2 separate regions of the Mus musculus genome follow, and region 2 is linked to region 1. A link is a contact called in public Hi-C data. All regions are on one chromosome and are shown on one strand. Each heading gives the region's core, a stretch centred on a gene start, on an enhancer-like site or on the middle of the called end of the contact. The rest is flanking DNA. Distances are from core to core; before and after follow the strand shown. Region 1 has its middle 110 kb from the start of Grem2. Region 2 overlaps Fh1 (fumarate hydratase 1).

Region 1 (6,757 bases), core at 2,779-5,278:
CAATATTTTGATGAGTTAAGTGTAAATGAATTGTAAACATATGGATTAAATTCTCTTTAATACACTTGGATTTAAAAATTAAGAGAAAAATGCTTGGTAAAGCCAACTTTGGCTTTTGGCAAACCCAAGCTTTGGAAAAATTGCTGGAGATGTTCAATAACCCAACTGAGGAAAACACAGCCCACTTCCTCTCTCCCTTTTATAGAATCTGTATTTGTTCACACACATGGTCCCAAGAGAAGGCCACAGAGACATTTTGATTGGAGATGACGCCAGTCACTAAATAAGACTTTCCTCAGAAAATTCCTTGTTTATTCATGAACTTGTCAGGTATTTATGGTGCATAATTAATTAGGAAATCTTCTGATAAATTATCTCTCTTCCTTAGTATCCCAAAGAAGAAGGACGCCCACTTCTGCTGTGTGCTAATGTCTGTCTGCCGACATCATAAATATGTTCCTAAAGATTCTCAATGGAAAGTATCTTCTCTTAATTTTCTCCAGATGGTGTTCTTAGTAGGGATGGTTTTTCTGACTGAGTGTCTCCTAAATCCTGCTGTGTGACTCTACACATGGTCATAGTTACCGTAAGCGTGTGACGAATCCCAGATGTGAAACCATTTAAAGTGATCTACTGATCTAAGGCAGTGCTCTGGGGGACAAATGAGGGATACTGTGAGGTCAGAGCAATTAATGGCGGTCTCTCTGGAAGGTCTGAGAATTGAGGGGTAGGAGAGAGCTAGTAGTGAGTACAGAGAGGGGGAAAATGAGAACCTCTCATGTTTTAGAGTTACCCCTCCTTCCTTAGAGAACAGAGGAAGTAACTCAAGGACTACAAAAAATGGTTATAACTGAGTTCTCGTCACGTGAGTAAATATAGTTTTTCTTCTCTGTGTGTTCTGAAGGCAAAAGAGGCTGAGCTGTCAGCCCTCACCCACCAAGCTTGCCTGAATGATACTACTAGATTAAAAGACCACTGGACAGTGTTAGAGGCAAACAGAACACAAAGATTCAAGACAGAAAAGTTAACACAAACAAAGCATAGCTTATGTCTTGGAGACACCCAACAAGACAATCAACATGGCACAGGATGGCAGAAAGTAGATTCGAGGTGGAATATTTTGAGTGTAACTGCTGCTAATAAATAACCTTTGCTGGAGACAGAGAAAGCACCCTCCTCCTGCCCCACCCCCACCCCGTTTTCCTCCTTCTTCTCTCCCTACCTCCTCTTAGCCCTTCTTATCTCCTGTGTGTTGTAAATATGGGGATACCTCATATCTCAGAGGTTTATATTATAGAGGAGTTTTATTTAAGATATTTTCTTGGCCAAGGGAAAGAGAACAGAATATAACTTATTTGAAGGGCTCTACTAGGGAAAAATGAAATTATGAGTGTATTATTTAATTTTCTTCTTTTGAAAGAAGCAGGGTCTTTGGGCTCAGTGGTACCAGAAACAATCACATACTGCTTCAATTAAAACCATATAGCAGCATATAAAGCTCATGAACACAGACCTCCTCCTTTGCAGTTCTTTCCTACCTCCTGGGGAGGCAACACTAATGCTTGATTTGTGGTCTTATTCCATCCTTTTCCTCTGCTTCCCTACATTTATACCAGTCTGTGTTGGTATAAGTTTGGTGAAAGAGAAAACAAGATCATACATGATATGATTGAATAACTTGATAACTTGTTTTCCTTTCAATTAATATAATAGGAACAAAAGGCATTTTAACTTGTCCCCAGCATTCAAGAAGTATGCATTATTTATGAACATGGATGCAAACATCTGAACTCCAATGATGGTTCACTATTATTTAATACATTACTATTTTCATCACATCAGTGAATCAAAGCGGACAGACCACATACCTCCTTTTGAAAGACGGCAAAAATTCTTTTGATAAAATTCAACAGCCATTTACAATTTTAAAATATTTCTCCATAAACTATAAACAGAAGGATATCTTCTTACCATGCTAAAAAAAACTTATGTGCATAGAAACCCAGCTAGTTCTTATTTGGAATGTCAGAATTCTCAGCTGAAAACACTCTGAAACAAAGGATGTGAGATATGGCCGAACATCCCTAAGAAATCAACTGAGAAATTATTTTAAGAGATAAAATACTTCATCAAGCTAATTATAAAAACTATGCCAAAGTCAAAGTGAGTCTTCCTCGTTGCTGTATAAATGGCTGCATATCTACAAAGAGGGATATGATGAGGAGTAGCACTAGAAAGACAAGATTTGAAAAATAAATTTTAAAAATGCCACTTTTATAAATAAAATCTATTTAACACAATAAAGTACTCTTTCTAGATGCATTTACTAAAAGATGGTGTTAATAAATGAGGAGGCGCATTATGTGCTTAGGTGCAATGGATTAGTCTTGGAAAAATTATATGTCTTTTCTAGGCAATCTACAAATTAATATAATTACCCAGGAGTCCTAATGGCTTTTAAACTACACTTGCTCCTTATACTCACAAACACTAAATGACTGAAGATGATGAAAACAAGTTAGAGAATGGAAGCTTGATGTAAGATTAAAAAACACAAATAAGCCGTGTTTCCAAACCCTAGCTCTATCTGGTATCAGTGCAGATTATAGGTAGAAATTGGTGTGGCAGAATGGGGAGTAAAAATAAATTCATGTGTAGGAACTGTTGCCTTAGAGGATACATATTGTTCATCTCAAGCTGTTAGAAAAAAAAAATCCATCACCCTGAGCAAACTATAAATCATAGATATTTCTTGTTCAGAAACCCGACAGACATGAAGTCAACATCAAGGCACCAGGAGATTTGGGGGGCATTTCCTCCTGTGCAGCACTTCGTTGATCCTTCCTACTAAATGAAAGGGCACAAAGCTCCCAAGTCTGATCAATGGGGGCAGCAGCCCATTCGTGAAAGCACAGTGGTATCTAGTCACCTCCCAGAGCCCCCACCTATAATACGCTTGTGGTCAGGCTTGTGAGGGAGAGTTTTACAAGGACACAACCATTCTGCCCAGAGAAAAATGAGGCTTTCCAGAGCCAGATATTAGGTATTAGTCAGTGAATTGGTTTTGTAATTACTATTAAAAAATAAGAGGGGGAGAGAAAAAGAGAGAGAGAGAGAGAGAGAGAGAGAGAGAGAGAGAGAGAGAGAGAGAGAGAGAGAGAGAGAAGCAGGGAAAAAGCAGAAAGGAGCCAAGAAAAGGAACAGGGAGGAAAGCACTTTGAATATCTCACTGACCACAGAGTATGCTGGAAGGAAGGACAGAGTAGTGCAGGGGACAGGAAAAATATTCTAAGAAGGAAAGGGTGGATGGATTTGGTTGAATAGAAATTCCAAGCTGCCTTTAGCGGAAAAAGAAACACATATAAATATTTGCAGTAAAAGAATGCACCCAGTGAATGTCATGGCCTTGGGCTCCTTGCATTCCAATGTCTGGCCCTAGAAAACCTCTCTTCTTGTCACACTATACTCTCAGGCCCTCACTACCAGATATCCTAGGCAGCTCTCCCCCAACAGGAGGTGCCATAGCCTTTCTGGAAGGGGACCTTTGTCCGCACATTAGCAATCGTTTTTTGCAGAACCAACATCCCAAACTCTTTCCCTTTTAGAAGCTTATGAAGAACTAAAGGATTTAGTTCTGAAAGAACTTAGTTCTCAGCAGTAGAGAATTGTGGGGGTTTTTTGGTTTAAGCATATCCACGAAACAAAGTATTATACTGTCATTTAAAATAAGGCTTTAGGAAAGAGATCGAATCCTGCTCCCTGACTGCTCATGGAAGATGAGCATTTTCCGTTTTCTTTAGTTCTGTTCCATGTTCTCTACTTGGAGGAAAAAAATAATGACCTGTATTCCGGTTGTGGGTTCTTCATTCCTCTACTTTTTGGGAGAGCAAATTGCCACAGTGTTTCGAGGAGTGTAATTTGGCAACATAAATAAAAATGGTGACAAGGGAGAGCAGATGAAGGTTTATGGTTGTCACAGTAACCAGAGGCCTGTAGCGCTCGCTCAGTGGCCGAGTCCTCCATATGTTATAATTAGCTTTACCTTGGGGCCATGAGATGGGAGCTAGTTCTGTACAAACGTGGGAAAAGCTGCTCATTCCCTGCCTGCTCCAAATGACCTAGCTTCCTGCTGTCACACAGAAAGGGACACTTAGACTCCACTGCCTAGCGTTTGCAGTCTTACAACAGTAGGCCCTGGGTTGAGCATCTAAAAACAAGCTATTTTCTCCCCTGGGGACTGAAGCATTTTGAGTTTTTCAGTGTATTAATATTTTATGTTTGCATAAAGGTCTTATATCTCAGAGTCTGCATTTCTGAACCTTTTTTTTTCCTTCCTCCCCCTTCTTTCTTTTCTTTTTCTTTCTGCTTTTAGAAATGCCAATTTGAATTTGGCATGTATTTAATAACATACAGAGACAGCGAAAAGAAAAAAATAACAATAATCCTTTGCCTGGACACAGCAGAATGAGGGCGGGCAGAGACTGGGAAAAAGCTGTAGGTTTTTGTTTGCTTGCTTGCTTGTTTGTTTTTCTTTTTCTTCTTTCTCCTCGGGAAAATAAGCTTGCTGATTAACATCAGGAAATATAGAAAGACTTAGAATTTCTGATGTTTTCGAATGATTGTCACCTTCATTTATACCTGGTGAAAGTATAAGAATGCACAGATTCCGAAATGAACAGGACACTTCCCTACCAATGCTGTAATTCTCTATCACAGAACAGGAAACTGGGCATCAGAGAGGTGTCAGAGCCCCCAGCAAATCGAAGCTGTCCGCTCTGAGATCAGGTCCTCTCCCCATTGACTGTAACTTAACGTGCTTTCCAGGGGGAGGGCAGGGTGATGGCTCCATTAGTAACATGCTTCCTGGGGAAGCAGCAGGAACTGGAACACATGGAGATGTGTGCCTGCAGTCCCAGTGTTGGGAAGGGACACGGGTGGATCCCCAAAGCCTGCTGGCAGCCAGCCTAACCAAACTCCAGGTTCCGTGAGAGGGACTGTCTTAAAAATTAAGGCAGACAGCATATATGGGAGATAGAGCATATGTGGGAGATAGAGCATATATGGGAGATAGAGCATATATGGGAGATAGAGCATATATGGGAGATAGAGCATATATGGGAGATAGAGCATATCTGGGAGATAGAGCATATCTGGGAGATAGAGCATATCTGGGAGATAGAGCATATCTGGGAGATAGAGCATATATGGGAGATAGAGCATATATGGGAGATAGAGCATATATGGGAGATACTTAGCATTGATGTATGCCTTCTGCTCCCTCCCTGCCTCTGCTTGGCCAGAGAACTTGTTTGCTTACAGACAATTCCTCTAGGCTCCTCCCAATAGTGAGTGACCTAGCAATGGCTTGCATCATCACCTGCCACCATTAACTGCCAGGGTGTGGCAGCCTATAAAGAGGAGTGTTTGCTACCCCAGCCCCCTCTGCCCTCTCCCCTCTCCCCTGTCCCTTCTCTTTCTCTCACCTCTCCCCTGTCATCCTCTCTCCTGTTCCCAGTATTTCTGACCACCCTCTCTTTCTCTGCTCTCCCTTTCTCTGCCTGTAACCCTTTTTCAGGTCTCCTCCCACTCCCCAAATGTCCTTACATCAGGTCTGCCTGTCACATGGTGTGATTTCTCAGGGGGACACCTTGTTGTGGGCCCACCCGGTACTCCTTCACTCCTGTGGTCACAGCATTAATGTTTCATAACAATCCACAATGTAGCAAGGCAAGGAGTGTTACAACTGTGAAACCTCCACTTCATTTAGTAACTAGAAGCGGGAGAAATCCTGGCACCACCCCTGCCTTTCACTCGGTGTCTGTTCCTCTGTGTGATCCTACACAGGCATAGTAGTCATGAAGGCAAGCCTGTCCGGCTGACCTAGCTCATCCCACGTTGGAGCTGAAAGCACCAAGATAAGTCATCACTGTAGACAGACAGTTATCCTGGATTCCAGGAAGAGTGGAACTTTGGAGGACTCACCATCTCCTACATCAGGACAATTCTCCATGCATGGGAGGCAGCGCCCTGTAACAAGAGTCACTATTGTGTAGAGAGGAGAATGAGTCCTTCTATTGAGTAAAGGCATGACAAAGTCTCCTTAGGACCACCTCCTCACAGAGCCAGATCTAAGACCACCCAGGCACATCCTGAGCGGGCCTGTTTAATTATGTTTAATCAATGCTTGCCTCTCATCCAGATTCTTCTGTTTAAACTTATCTTGAACTTGAACTTGAACTTGAAGATGAACTTACCTTGAAAACCTTTATCTGTAGCTGCATTGAATTCCTGGGAGGCCTGTTAGGACTGCTAATGCCTGGGCTTTTCCCTAAACTGTAAGACACTACTACTTCCTTATTCACACTTAAAGGAACTGAAGAGCCTCAGAGAAGCGGGAGTGGTTGGACAGTGTTGGGGAACCAGCACTGTTTCTTCTCCAGTCTCTGATCCCAGCTTTCTCATTCCACTGCAAGCTGTTCTACTATGGTCGCCTGTTATCTATTTATTGAATTATCTGGAATACAATTCTTTTAAAATGATATACAGAGGCTCGGAAGATGGCTTGGTGATTAAGAACTATGGTTACTCTTCCAGATGAACCAACTACAATTAGAATTCCAGCCAGCTCCAGGGAATCTGGAAATCAGTGAACACACCCATTCTCTCTCTCTTTCTCTTTCTCTCTCTCTCTCTCTCTCTCTCTCTCACACACACACACACACACACACACACACCAGAGATAATTAAAGCAAATAAT
Region 2 (6,757 bases), core at 2,179-4,678, 570 kb before region 1:
CATCATTCCAAATATGGAGCAAAATGGTGTCATCTTCTATGCAGGTTCCTGAGCTTCAGGTAGCCAAGCTGTGTCACTATTAAGTCCTTCATTCGTACAGTGCTCTATCTGAAATACACTAGAGGCTTATTTCTTACTGGTTTGTCGTATAAAGTCTAATTGATTAGAATACCCAAATAACTGTGAGTGTATTTTTTTAAGTTTCACTGTGGCTCACACAATTTTAGGTGCTCACAATAAAGCAATAAATGTGAAGTTTTTGGTTTTTGCATTCATGGCATGTATACCCTGCTAGGATTGGTCAATGAAAGACAGGCTGGAGTGAGCTTTAGATCTGTATCCTTTTGCATCCAGGCCAGGTGCCTGACATGTCCAGATGCAGAACAACTGCTTCTGCTATATTTTAATCCTTTCTTATGTTTTAAAAGTAATGCCACCTTACCCCTTCTTTATAAATATGAAGAAGGAAAAGAAAAGGTTTGGTGGAAACAGTCGTTCATGGCTTAAAGTAAAACCACTGCTTCAGAGCCTGAGAGAAGGATGGACATTGGGGTGGGGAGTAGACTCAACTGAGGAAAAAAAGGTTGGCTTTAATTAGAAAATCAAGATGAAATTTGATTTACAATTGAGTCATTTCAAATTAAGCTGTAACGTCTAGTTTCTGTTAGAGTCTATTGGTGGAAGTATTATTTTCTTCCAGACCTTTTTGAGTTTTAGACAGAGGTATACATGGGAAGTGTTGCTTAAAAGAAACAGGTATTAAATGTACCAGTTGGCTTTCTATGACCTTAAACATCATGTGATGTTATTTTAAAATGAACTGGACTGTTCTGTTAACCACAAAACCAGAGAATCCAAAAGTTAGCGCGCATCTCAGGACTCCGAGCTTCTGCTCTGCTTTCTCTTGCATAGAGGAGTCTTCATCCACTTCTGGCTATCGGCTTCTGTGACAAGCAGGATGACTGGATTGTGGATACAACAAATCTTGCCCGTTTAGCATGTTCTCCATGGGCTGTTTTATATTAGTCACTCACCAAGGGCTGTCTTGAGATACTTATCCACCAAGGGCTGTCTTGTGTTAATTGCACACACATCTTTTTTTTTTTTTTTCTTTAATCATTTTTAGATTTGTAACTTTGTGTCCTCAGAGTCTCCCTTTCTCACTTGTTTTCTGGGTATTATACTGCAGGATTGGTAGGAGTGGTGTACGGTTATGGAATTACATGTCCAGTATGGAACAGCAAATAATGCATGTCATTGGACAAAAGCAAAGCAAAGTGACCCGAGGCTCAGAAACGATTCTCTTTCCTCCTTCCCGTGCCTCTCCCATAGATTAAGAATGTGCTGCACTCAGCCAGGCTACTGGGAGATGCTTCAGTGTCCTTCACAGACAACTGTGTGGTCGGGATCCAGGCCAACACAGAGCGGATCAACAAGCTAATGAATGAGTCTTTAATGTTGGTCACAGCTCTTAATCCACATATAGGTAAGTTTGGAGGGTAATGCCATTTTGAAAACAGTTACTGAAAAGCTTAAAAAAAAGAAACCTTTAAAGTTTTTGAAAAAATCTCTGTGTGTGTGTGTGTGTCTGTCTGTCTGTCTATGTGTATCTGTGTGTCTGTATTGGATATCTATGTCTGTCTGTCTTCCCATGAGGTGCATGTGGAGGTCAGAGCTGAGCTTACAGGGATGGATCAGTTCTCTCCTTCCACCATGTGGGTCTGTGAGCTGGAACTCAGCAGCAGTCGTGTTGGAGAGCAGCCGGGCACACAAAGCATCTCAGCAGCCCTGATTTCATAGTCAGGACCTCGGATGCTGGTGTTTATGCCAACAGCTGGAGAGGGTGACCTGTAAGACCCTCCCTCGTTGGTAACGTCACTAGGTGGCACTGCCTGATCACCGATGATAGCAAATGGATTCATTTGTTTCTTCCTTCCTAGATGCCATGTAATATTTTGATTTTGTTTTATTCAATTCAAATATAGAATGTTACAAATTAAAAGGGAAAGATATATATTGGTGTTTATAGGGAAAGGTAAGAAAACTAAATGGTTTTTCTGAAACTATCTTTTGTGTTCCTAGTCTTTTCCTGATTTTAAGTGTTTTATGCAGACTTAGATTGCAGCTGACCACCACCACTGTCCATCCCATTAAGACATCTGCTCTGGCTTCCACGGGCTGTAGGCCATTGCTGTGGTCTGCTGCTGTGCAGGCCATCGCTGTGTAGATGGCATTGGGCTGCTTTAGAATGAGTAATGATACAATCTTGTATCATGATGCAGTTAACACTTTAGAATGTTCAATAATCCTGACCTTAGGGGGGCTGATATTATTCATGGTTTTATCTATCTATCTATCTATCTATCTATCTATCTATCTATCTATCTACCTACCTACCTACCTACCTACCTACCTACCTACCTATCTATTTTAGTTTTATAGAGTTGGTGAAACGATTTGACTCATTTAAAATTGTTACACACCAGCATTTAAGTCCGAAGGTCCAAAGCAACCCTAGAGGCTTGTGAGAGAAGTGCTTCACCTGACCTTCCTGTGTTGCCAACACTTGTAGGTTAGACGCCCTGTTCAAGCAGATGCCTGGGAAGCATCTTAGACTCTAGGACAGAGACACCCAAAGACCACGTCCCTGGCAAAAGTGCTTTATGATCTCGGCAAGAACCACCGCGCTGGCTGAGTGAGGCCTGGTCTGGGCTCTTAGTGGCTCTGTGATACACGAGGGTCGTACTGAGTACTGGTTTGTGTGGTGGGCAGGGACGCCTACGTTGTAGTCCTCATTCACACAAAAAGCACAGAAGACAGTTTGACCCAAGAGTTTAACGTGACCATTCTTTCTGCAAGTGACTCGGTTACTCCATGCCTGTGCCAGCACAGTGAACGTGCATAGGTTCAGCTAAGACTAAAGTGAAGCAGGCAGTTTGGTTGTGGTTGCAGCCAGACGTGTTCCAACCACACTGCACCACCTGGTTACCACATTGCCTCAGCAGGCCCCGCCCCCTTGGTCATAGTCCTCTGACTTTTAAGTTTACTTTGCCTCTGTCACTGACGTCATCGTCCTTGCCTTTGCCTTCTGTCAGTTTTCAATGTCAGAGCGACCTTGAGAATTTCTCGGTGCCAGCCGTCGTGTAAAAGCAGATGACTGTTGAAGTGAACCAGGGTCTCTGATGTTTTGCTTTTTGAGGCAGGGCTTGCTGTGTAGCCCAGGTTGAGACTCACTGTCATCCCCTGGATGCTAGGGTTACAGTGCATCGTCCTGCCTGGGTTGCCTGGCTTCCTTGGTGCCAATAGATATGTTGGCTAAAACTCTCCCCTCCTTATCCTTGTAATGCCTAAACCCTAAGCAGAAGCCAGGGAATGGCAGCCGGTGTGCTGGAGCACCGAGCAGAGCAGGGCTATGGGAACCATGGGAACTGGTTACCGCCGGTTACATAGCTGTCTGTTCCTACAACCTGCCGCAATGAACGTTTTAGTGCTGCCTTAGAAAGATAATTAATGGACAGCACAGCCAAGTGTGGATTTTATGCTGTGGTGCCTCTTCTCTTCTCTTCTCTTCTCTTCTCTTCTCTCTCTCTTTCTCTCTCTCTCTTTCTTCTTTTTAAATGTTTCTTTTAATTATTGGTCCATTTCAACAAATCTTGGATAAAATGAGGTATGCTTAAGTCTGTTTCTCAAGCAAATCAAGGTTGTATTCTATAGAAGACATGATAGTTATTGGCATGGTCACTTTATAGTTTTAAAATAGATTATGTTATGTAAGAGGCCTGTAACATCAGTATCAGTTGCTTTTTATTTTAGAAAAATTTCACTACTGATGTTTGTGTTGTGTGTCTTCCCTTCAGGGTATGACAAAGCAGCAAAGATTGCCAAGACCGCACACAAGAACGGATCAACCTTAAAGGAAACGGCTATTGAACTTGGCTATCTCACAGCAGAGCAGTTTGATGAGTGGGTGAAACCCAAGGATATGCTGGGTCCAAAGTGACTTCAATAAATTTATATTAAAATAAACTTAAGAAATTTACAAACAAGACCTTTTTAAAATTTAATTTAATTTTTTAACTTATTCACTTTATATCCCACTCACTGTCTCCCTCCCTGTCACTTATTTCCACAATCATCCCCCCACCCCCATCTCCCCTTCTTCTCTTTGCTGGTGGGGTCCCCCCTGGTATCCTCCCCACCCTGACACTTCAAGTCTGCGAGGCTAGGCACTTCCTCTCCCACGAAGGCCAGACAAGAAGGCCCAGCTAGAAGAACATATCCCACACACAGGCAACAGCTTTTGGGATAGCCCCCGCTCTAGTTGTTCAGAACCTACATGAAAACCAGGCTGCATGTTCTGCTATGTATGTGTGGGAAGCCTAGGTCCAGCCTGTGTATGTTCTTTTGTTGGTTTGGATTCTGAGAGTCCCAAGAGTCCAGGTTAGTTGACTCTGTTGGTCTTCCTGTGGAGTTCCTATCCCCTTTGAGGCTTACAATCTTTCCTCCTTTTCTTCCATAAGAGTTCCCAAGCTCTGTCCACTGTTTGGCTATGGGTGTCTCTGTCTGAGTTAGCTGCTGGGTGGAGCCTCACATGTTCCTATCTGTTACCATAACAGAGTAGCATTAATAGTGTTAAGGATTGGTGCTAGCCCATGGGATCGATCTCAAGTTGGGCTGGTTACTGGTTAGCCATTCCCTCACTCTCTGTTCCCTCCTGCGTGCCTGCATTTCCTATAGACAGGTTAAATTTTGGGTTGAAAGTTTTGTGGGTGGGTTGGTGTCTCTTATCGCTCCACTGGGGTTCCTCTCTGGATACAGGAGGTGGCTTCTTCAGGTTCCATATCCCCAATGGTGTGAATCACAGCTAAGATCACCTCCACTGATTCTTGGGCACCTCCCTTAAGACTGTTTTTAAATGAAAATGAGAACATTAAAGAGGATACTATGTATACTTGAGAATCTTTAAGCAGCAAATTAGTCATTTGCATGAAGCTCCAGGATTACAGTAAACTAAATCAGTGCAAAATAAAGTTTATTTTATAAAAGAAAAGGCAATAGACTAATTTTTATCTTATGCTAAATAACTTATATAGTCAAACCTCAGATATATGTGCATATGGGTTTATCACCTCAAAAGCTTTTTAAAAGAGCCATCAGTTTTTAAAGACTTAGTTTGTGGTTGGTAGTATGTCACAACTTTCACTGATACTAAAGTTCTTCTTATTGACTCATAAATCATGTCTCTGACTAGCTTCAATTTTCCTGTGTTCTTAGGGCACATGAGATGCCAAGGCCTTTTGAGCAAGGATGCTATATATATATATATATATATATATGTGTGTGTGTGTGTGTGTGTGTGTGTGTGTGTGTGTGTGTGTTTGTATGTGTATGGTATGTGTGTGTTGGTGTCAGGAAATAAGATCAATTAAATACCTGCTATACTACAGTTACAAAGAATGATATGCCTGGGCCAAGAATTCCTCAGTACTTGTTGGAAAAGTATACCATTAACTCTTCCGTAGCAATTCAGTCATTGCTTATATAGAAGACAAGAGTAATTAAAACTAGTCTTAAAGATGTGTTGGGAGATCATTCAGGCTTTTCCTCTCTCTCTCCCTTTCTCTTGTACTGGAGGTGGAAACCAGGTAGTACTAGATAGATACTGTCATTGAGTTCTGTCACCAGTCTCTTTACTTTTTTGGGACAAGGCCTGGGGGGGGGGGTGGTTGCCCAGTTTTCTTGAATTTGCTGTGTGGCCTGGTGTTGATCTTGCAGCCTCATTTCTTCTGAGTAGCTAGGATTGCAGGACTTAACCACAGTTGGCTGAATTCTAATTTGTTAAACTTTAGTGGACATTACAGTTTTTCTTTATTTTTATATATCCGGGTGTTTTCCTTGCATGTATATTGTGCACCATGTTCATGCTTAGTGCCCTGGAGGCCAGAAGAGAGCATTGGATTTCCTGGAACTGGAGTTAAAGATGGCTGAGTCACCACATGGTGCTGGGAATTAAACCCAGGTACCCTACTAGAGCAGCCAGTGTTCTTTATGACCAAACTATGTCTCCAACCGTAGGCCTTTTTATTATAAAGAGTTTTGTATTTCTCAGTGCTGGGGATTCACCCTGGGGCCTCAAGTGTGCTAGCCAGGCTCTACCACTGAGATACCTTCTCACCTATAGTGCTATATTTGCTAGTGGTGGATGGTGACACTACAATGCTACAGCTTGCTTTAGGATAGAGCATGGTTTCTCTTCATTCCTTTTTTAAAGAAAGGTTTTTATTGAAATTAATAAAAATCAGATTTTGTACAACCAAACTTGCAAATAACTGGTAGTTGTAAGAATTGCTGCTTTGTTGTGACCTGCATTCATTTAGATGTTAATGTCCACCTTGACAGGCTGTCTTTTGAGGGCTTGTCTAGAGATATAATGAATTAGGTAGTAAAGATAGCATCCGGCTCCTAGCTGCTCAAACAGCTTTTGTATGACTGACTCAGCCCAGTACCTTATAGGCCAAGGAATCCTTTGGATTGACAAACATCTCTGATGTTACTGAAGAAAATAGAATAGTACAGGGAAGCATCTTGGAAAGGCTTTTAGAATTCTCTGTTGGACGCTTGCATTGAAGGTTAACTTCATGCTTCCACTGGGAAATATGGGCTATGTGGACCTCTAGCAAAGTCCAGAGACATGAATGTCACATCTGTGAAAGGAATCTAATTGGTTGAAGCCAGAGAGATTGCTAAACATGATGCA

What was found. Hi-C and Micro-C count contacts between places; a contact is called where the count stands out from the background.
Region 2: a Hi-C map of cortical neurons shows a contact between it and region 1, with 3 times the contacts expected there. The contact joins two enhancer-like sites. A contact is called at or near these places in 20 of 484 Hi-C or Micro-C datasets (the N1E-115 cell line, cerebellar granule neurons, cerebellum and 13 more) and 2 of 115 datasets of contacts at active chromatin or transcription factors (astrocytes and embryonic stem cells).

What each region holds. Positions count from the first base shown.
Region 1 is chr1:175,029,537-175,036,293 of GRCm38.p6, reverse strand. No RefSeq gene overlaps it. Among named protein-coding and RNA genes, the nearest start is that of Grem2, 110 kb to the right of the region's middle. Within about 2 kb of position 4,028, at least 13 of the 459 cell types and tissues checked have an H3K27ac peak or open chromatin away from gene starts, as enhancers often do. A contact at or near this core is called in cortical neurons, where this site is marked.
Region 2 is chr1:175,598,667-175,605,423 of GRCm38.p6, reverse strand. Fh1 (fumarate hydratase 1) reads left to right here. Exons shown (of 10, transcript NM_010209.2): 9 at 1,333-1,486; 10 at 3,858-4,046. The coding sequence ends at 4,000. Among named protein-coding and RNA genes, the nearest start is that of Fh1, 24 kb to the left of the region's middle. Within about 2 kb of position 3,428, at least 12 of the 459 cell types and tissues checked have an H3K27ac peak or open chromatin away from gene starts, as enhancers often do. A contact at or near this core is called in cortical neurons, where this site is marked.